2 separate regions of the Gossypium raimondii genome follow, and region 2 is linked to region 1. Evidence: chromatin contacts called from public Hi-C data. All regions are on one chromosome and are shown on one strand. The core of a region is the stretch at or near the end of the contact, and the rest is flanking DNA. Distances in the headings are between cores, read along the strand shown. Region 1 holds the start of LOC105773245 (DExH-box ATP-dependent RNA helicase DExH9). Region 2 holds the start of LOC105773933 (thiamine thiazole synthase 2, chloroplastic).

Region 1 (2,916 bases), core at 218-2,717:
TCTATAGGGTCTACGCTGGCAAGACCTTACACACTCAAAGATCAAAATAGTAGAATCAAGGTTGACCAATGGAAAGACTAAATATGTCACAGGCAACTAACATCAATCATGTTAACTATAATAATTTTTTTTTTCAAATCATGTTTTAATAATAAGATTTAAACTCAAGAATTTCAGATTTGTGCTGGGTTGTTTTATGTAGTTTATTTTTTACTGTTCTCCTCATAGTTCCTCAAAGAAAACTTTCCTACTTTCGATTTATGGAGGGAAAAAGATAAACAAAACACCAAGCTTTTACATGTTACAAATATACCCTACTAAGAGAAATGAAAATAAGTTGGCTGCTATTCAAAACAGATAAGCTGGCTAAAGAGCACTGATTAATTATATTCATGTAGAAAGTTGGTGAATAAATTAAAGCAAACATTAACCACCTTGGCCACCCAATCAGCAAATTCCTTCGCATTAGGTACAGTTGCTGAAAGAAATACAAATCGAGAGTTCTTCGGTGCCATAACAATACTCTCTTCCCAGACAACACCTCTCTCGCGATCACGCATGTAATGCACTTCATCAAAAACAACCCACGCCACCTCACGAATAATCTCGGACCCTTTATACTGCATACTTCGCCAGATTTCCGTGGTCATCACCTGAAAATCAAACAGTTGGGAACATATAAAAAAATCAAATACTAAAGGAGAAAACGTAATATGAGACGGAAAGCAAGTAAAGTACCAACCAAACAAGAAGCATTAGGGTCAATTGTAACATCTCCAGTCATCAAACCGACATCGGAAAACTCCTCTTTAAACTCCCTATACTTCTGATTGCTGAGAGCCTTAATAGGTGAAGTATATATAACACGCTGATTATTCCGCAAAGACATAGCAATTGCATATAAAGCTACTACAGTTTTGCCTGCTGATGTATGTGCCGATACCTGTATTGAAACTAGCATTTCACTTTCTCTACTTTCTTTGTTGGGAAAGAAAAGAACAAGAAGAACAAAAGAATGTCTTACAAGGACAGATTCGCCACGATTGAGGCAGTTGATAGCTTCAGACTGAAAGGGGTCAAGCGTGAAAGGAAACTCCTTGGCAGGTTTAGAGTCAGCTAGAAATTGTAAAGAGGAAGCAGAAGGAACATAACCTTCAGGATATGAAACATCATGGACACATCCGAAGGCTTCCTCCGCCAACGGTGAGACGTCTTCACCGTGATGTTTCTTCTTCTGCGGCGGCGGAGGAGACTCAGAGGATATCGCCTCACCTGACTTCCTCTTCAAGGATTCCATTTACTTATCTTCTTCAAGACTTCTTAGGAAGAGAGGGAAAGAGAAGATTCTATCCTGCGGCAGCGGCGGCAACTTAGGGGAAAGCCAAACAAACTCAAAACACGAATAAAAAGAGAAAGAACAGACCGAGCGAGTAAGTCTTTTAAATTACACACTAATTTAGGCAATCGTAAAACACTTCCGAGCTATGTTTTACATTTTAAACATCCCAACTTAATAAACAATAGCTTATATTACATGGCAATAGGGTTGTTGTATAATTTTTTTTAAAGCTAAACTACACCCGTGGTCACTTTTGTTTATCTTAGGTTACATTTCAGTCACTTATGTTTGAAATGTTACGTTTTAGTTACTTACGTTATTATATTGTAACATTTTAGTCACTAAGTCGTTAATTATCGTTAATGGTGTAATGGTAAGCTGACATGGCACGTTAAATTATCATTTCAAACAAAAACTTTAGGTTAAATTATACAATTGGTCCCCATAATTTTTCGTTTTGAGCAATTTAATTCTTTTATGTTCTTTTAACTTTCTTTCTTTCTTTTTCTTTATTTTCCATTCTCTTCTGCTTCTCCCACTATTTTCCTACCTTCTTTATTTCTTTTAACATACCAGGAAGTCGAATTGGTAGTGAAGAAAGAAGCATGGTATGGGTTTATGGGTTTTGGTTATAGGTGATGACAGTCGACTTCCTACTTCTTTTTTCACTGCCAATTCGACTTCCTAATATGTTAAAAGAAATGGGAAAGGTATGAAAATAAAAGGAGAAACAAAAGAGAATGGAAAAAAAAGACGAAATTTTAAAGAACATAAAAGAAAAAAATTAAATTACTTAAAAGGAAAAAAATATGGGGATCAATTGTATAATTTAACCTAAAATTTTGTTTGAAATGATGATTTAACGTGCCACGTCACTATCGCATTACACCATTAACGACGGTTAATGGCTCAATGACTAAAATGTTACAACATGATAACATAAATGACTAAAACGTAACATTTCAAACATAAGTGACTAAAACGTAACCTAAGGTAAACAAAAGTGGCCATGGGTGTAGTTTACCATTTTTTTAATTACCTTATTGTTAAGGTGGTATTTTTTTTTATTTTTGACTAAAGTTAGGAACCTTTCTATGAACCTTTTGAAAAACAACTAAAATTCAACACTTATTTCTCTACTTCATTAATCCCAGCATTGTGAACTCTTGATAGATTATTCGATAGAAGATGATAGCTTTCTATCACCTTTTCAAGCTCTTTTTCGAGTTTACCGATCTCCTTTTCGGGTTCCCATAAAGATAATGGTTGTTTTTGTTTAATTTTATACCTTTTTGTTACCTTATTAGGCTTTTCTTCTTATGGTTTAACAAGCTCTTTTTCGAGTTTTGGTGACAACGAAGGTCGCGTTAGTTTAAATTTATAGCTTTCTATCACCTTTTAAGCTCTTCTTCTTCAAGTTTCTCCCTTTTTTACCAATTTTCAATTCCGATAACAATCATTTTCGTCAAATATTATAAACTTCTTTCACTTTTTCCTTTTCAAATTTCGATAATGATGATGGTGGTAGCCGATTTAGATTCATATAAAACTCCAAAAGATTATCAAAATCTTCCCCA
Region 2 (2,916 bases), core at 167-2,666, 190 kb after region 1:
TTATTTTCTTCATTTTCCAACATTATATGGACAATAATCAAAACCAAAGCTCACCTTTTGTTCACATTCAATCCATCAATTCATTCCAAAAAGATCTAATTTCATCCACATGTTTCTTTATTTATTCCATTTCCAGAAAATTATCAAATATTTTTTCAAGCATCCACAGTCTCCTCTGTTTCAGCAGCAGCTAGAACAAACTCAGGCTGTACCCTTTCAGCTTCGCTGAAGGTCCCATCTACGGCGTTGGGCTGCCCCAATGCCTTCAAGGCTAAGTGTGCTGCTTTCTGCCCTGATATCATCATTGCTCCAAATGTTGGACCCTGAAAAAACCAAATCCACAATTTCATCATTATAACACATCAATAACTCAAATCACAATTAAAAAGTAAAAAGGGAGTGTTAATAGTTACCATTCTTGGGGCACCATCAATCTCTGCAACTTCCATTCCTGTTACAATCATGCCAGGCACAATTTCCCTTGTAAGCCTAACGATTGCATCCTCTGCCGTGTTCATATCCAGTGCCTTCATTCCAGGGACGCTGTCAATCATCCCAATGCTCTTCAATCTCTTGACCCCAGTAGCTCCAAAAGGTCCATCATGTCCACAAGAACTGACCACAACCTTAGACTCCATCACGTTCGGGTCCATGCAGGATTGTGTGTCGTGGTTCATTGACACCAAAGCCCAGTTCGTTACCACACCGGCAACCCTGTTTCCTTTGACTATCAGATCCTCAGCAGCCACAGCATTGAACAACTTCACGTTAGGCCTTGCTAAAAGCTTGCTCATGATTGTTGATGTGAACAAAGCTGCATGCTTGATGACAACGTAGTCTTCTTGTTCGTCATATTGGATGCCGAGCTCGTCGAGGAACCTGTGAGCTGGTTTGCGAACAACCATGGCTGAAAATAGTTGGCCACCAAGCCATGCACCTCCACCAGGGCTAACAGATTGTTCGATTATGGCAACACGGATGTTGGGGTTTTTGCTAATCTCGTAAGCACAAGAGAGGCCAGCGGAACCGGCGCCGACGATGATAACATCAGTGTCAGCATAGGTAATCATGTCCATCATGTAACGGCGTGTCATTTCACGAGAAACATAGGATTCTTTGATGGGTTGGAATTCAAAGGATTGTAAGTCATAAGGAGGGGTTAAGGACATGGAAATGGCAGAGTTGTGTGAAGAGGACTTGATGGGAGTGAAGCGAGAAGGAATTTGAGTGCCGCTGAAGGATGACTTGTTGTGGTCTAGGAAAGATGGTTTGGGGCTTGAAGACAGTGAGGTGAGAGCTGTTGCCATGGCTGCCATTGATCTTTCAGCTAAGTTTGTGTGGTAGATGAAAGGGATCTAGTGGAGAGTGATGAATCCAAACTTGGGTATTTAAGCTTTTTTCTAAAATGAAGAGAGTTGAAAATATCTGAATGTTGTGTCAAAGCTTGATGAAAATATCTCGTATAAAAATATCTGAAAAGGGGAAGGATTGATGATGATTGAATTTGAATGGTTCATAATTGATGGCTTGGTTTTTGCTATCTACTTGGGATATTAGTAGCCCAATAGTATCTTTGGCTACTGCAAGAGCAGCCTTTGTTAGTTGGAATTTAGAAACAATTGTGATTCAAGGTCACAAACTTATTATGACATACAAAATATCTTAAAGAAGATAACACTAGTATGTACTAAATTTATGTGAAATGAAGTTATCATCACATGTAGAAACCTTCAGGTAAAGAAAAGATTGAATCTCTGGCATCACTGGAGTTTCGGGGTCAATCATCTAGGTGCAACACTTGAAATTGATAAACCATTGGTGGAGCAACTTCTAGTGAATGTTTGATGGTGCTCAGTAAATCTTCCCATGGAGAAGGCAGGTTGTTGTGGTTGGCTTAGTGTCACAGTTTCACCTTTTAACATTACCACAACAGATGACATGGTAGGCCTGTCAAATGCATCTTCTTGGACACACAACAGTCCGATATGAATGAATCTTAAAAATTCGTCCATCAATCCATCAGTTAGTAATGCATCCATCAATTCCAGAGCATTCCCTTCATTCCATAGATGCCATGCCTGCATCATGATTCAATGTCATTAACAGTGTCTAGTAAATTGAAAAGCAAGTAATTCAAGCTGTGGATTAAAAAGTTACATATGCAACAAGGGTTTGGGCATGTTTCGTTTGATTGAACCCTGCATTCCTTCTGCCTGTAATTATCTCAAGCAAAAGTACTCCAAAGCTGAAAACATCGGACTTGATCGAATACAATCCCTCCATGGCATACTCCGGAGCCATATATCCACTAATGCAAAGAAGAACTAGATTTTATTATGCTTGAGAAAGAATTATTTAGCAGATCACACTATGTGCTTTGAGCAATAGTTAAATTTTGAGGAAATGAACTGAAACTAGAAGAGCGGTGCCTTACTATGTTCCGACTATACGTGCCGTATTAGCTTCACCGTCCGCTCCAGCAAAGATTCTTGCCATTCCAAAATCTGAGATTTTCGGGTTCATGTCAAAATCTAGCAACACGTTACTAGCCTTCAGGTCCCTATGTATGATCCTAAGTCGTGAATCCTCGTGTAGATAAAGAATTCCCCTTGCAATTCCATTAATAATGTTTAAACGTTTGCTCCAATTGAGTTGTGCACGTTTCTTTGGATCTAATGCAAGAGACAAGTATCAAGCAAACACTTCGAGTAATTTCCAGTTACTTAAAGAGCTCAAAACAAATAAAGAGTTCAAGAACAATACCAAAGAGGACAACATCAAGGCTGCTGTTGGGCATAAATTCATAAACAAGCAACTGTTCTTGCTGATCCACACAGAAACCCAGAAGCCTGACAAGGTTTTTATGTTGAAGTTTCAATATCAGTAGGACTTCATTTGTGAACTCCAAGGCACCTT

Evidence for each region. Hi-C and Micro-C count contacts between places; a contact is called where the count stands out from the background.
Region 2: a contact with region 1 is called in a Hi-C map of leaf, with 1.6 times the contacts expected there. The contact joins the promoter of LOC105773933 here to the promoter of LOC105773245 in region 1. A contact is called at or near these places in 2 of 2 Hi-C or Micro-C datasets (both in leaf).

Annotation. Positions count from the first base shown.
Region 1 is chr6:49,856,582-49,859,497 of ASM2569854v1, forward strand. LOC105773245 (DExH-box ATP-dependent RNA helicase DExH9) reads right to left here and starts at 1,468. Exons shown (of 14, transcript XM_012594970.2): 1 at 1,025-1,468; 2 at 743-943; 3 at 435-653. The coding sequence starts at 1,297.
Region 2 is chr6:50,042,461-50,045,376 of ASM2569854v1, forward strand. It overlaps LOC105773933 (thiamine thiazole synthase 2, chloroplastic), which reads right to left and starts at 1,417. Exons shown (of 2, transcript XM_012596153.1): 1 at 414-1,417; 2 at 1-323. The coding sequence starts at 1,316. The coding sequence ends at 156. It overlaps LOC105773932 (cysteine-rich receptor-like protein kinase 10), which reads right to left. Exons shown (of 6, transcript XM_012596152.2): 3 at 2,764-2,916; 4 at 2,435-2,672; 5 at 2,158-2,308; 6 at 1,626-2,078. The coding sequence ends at 1,782.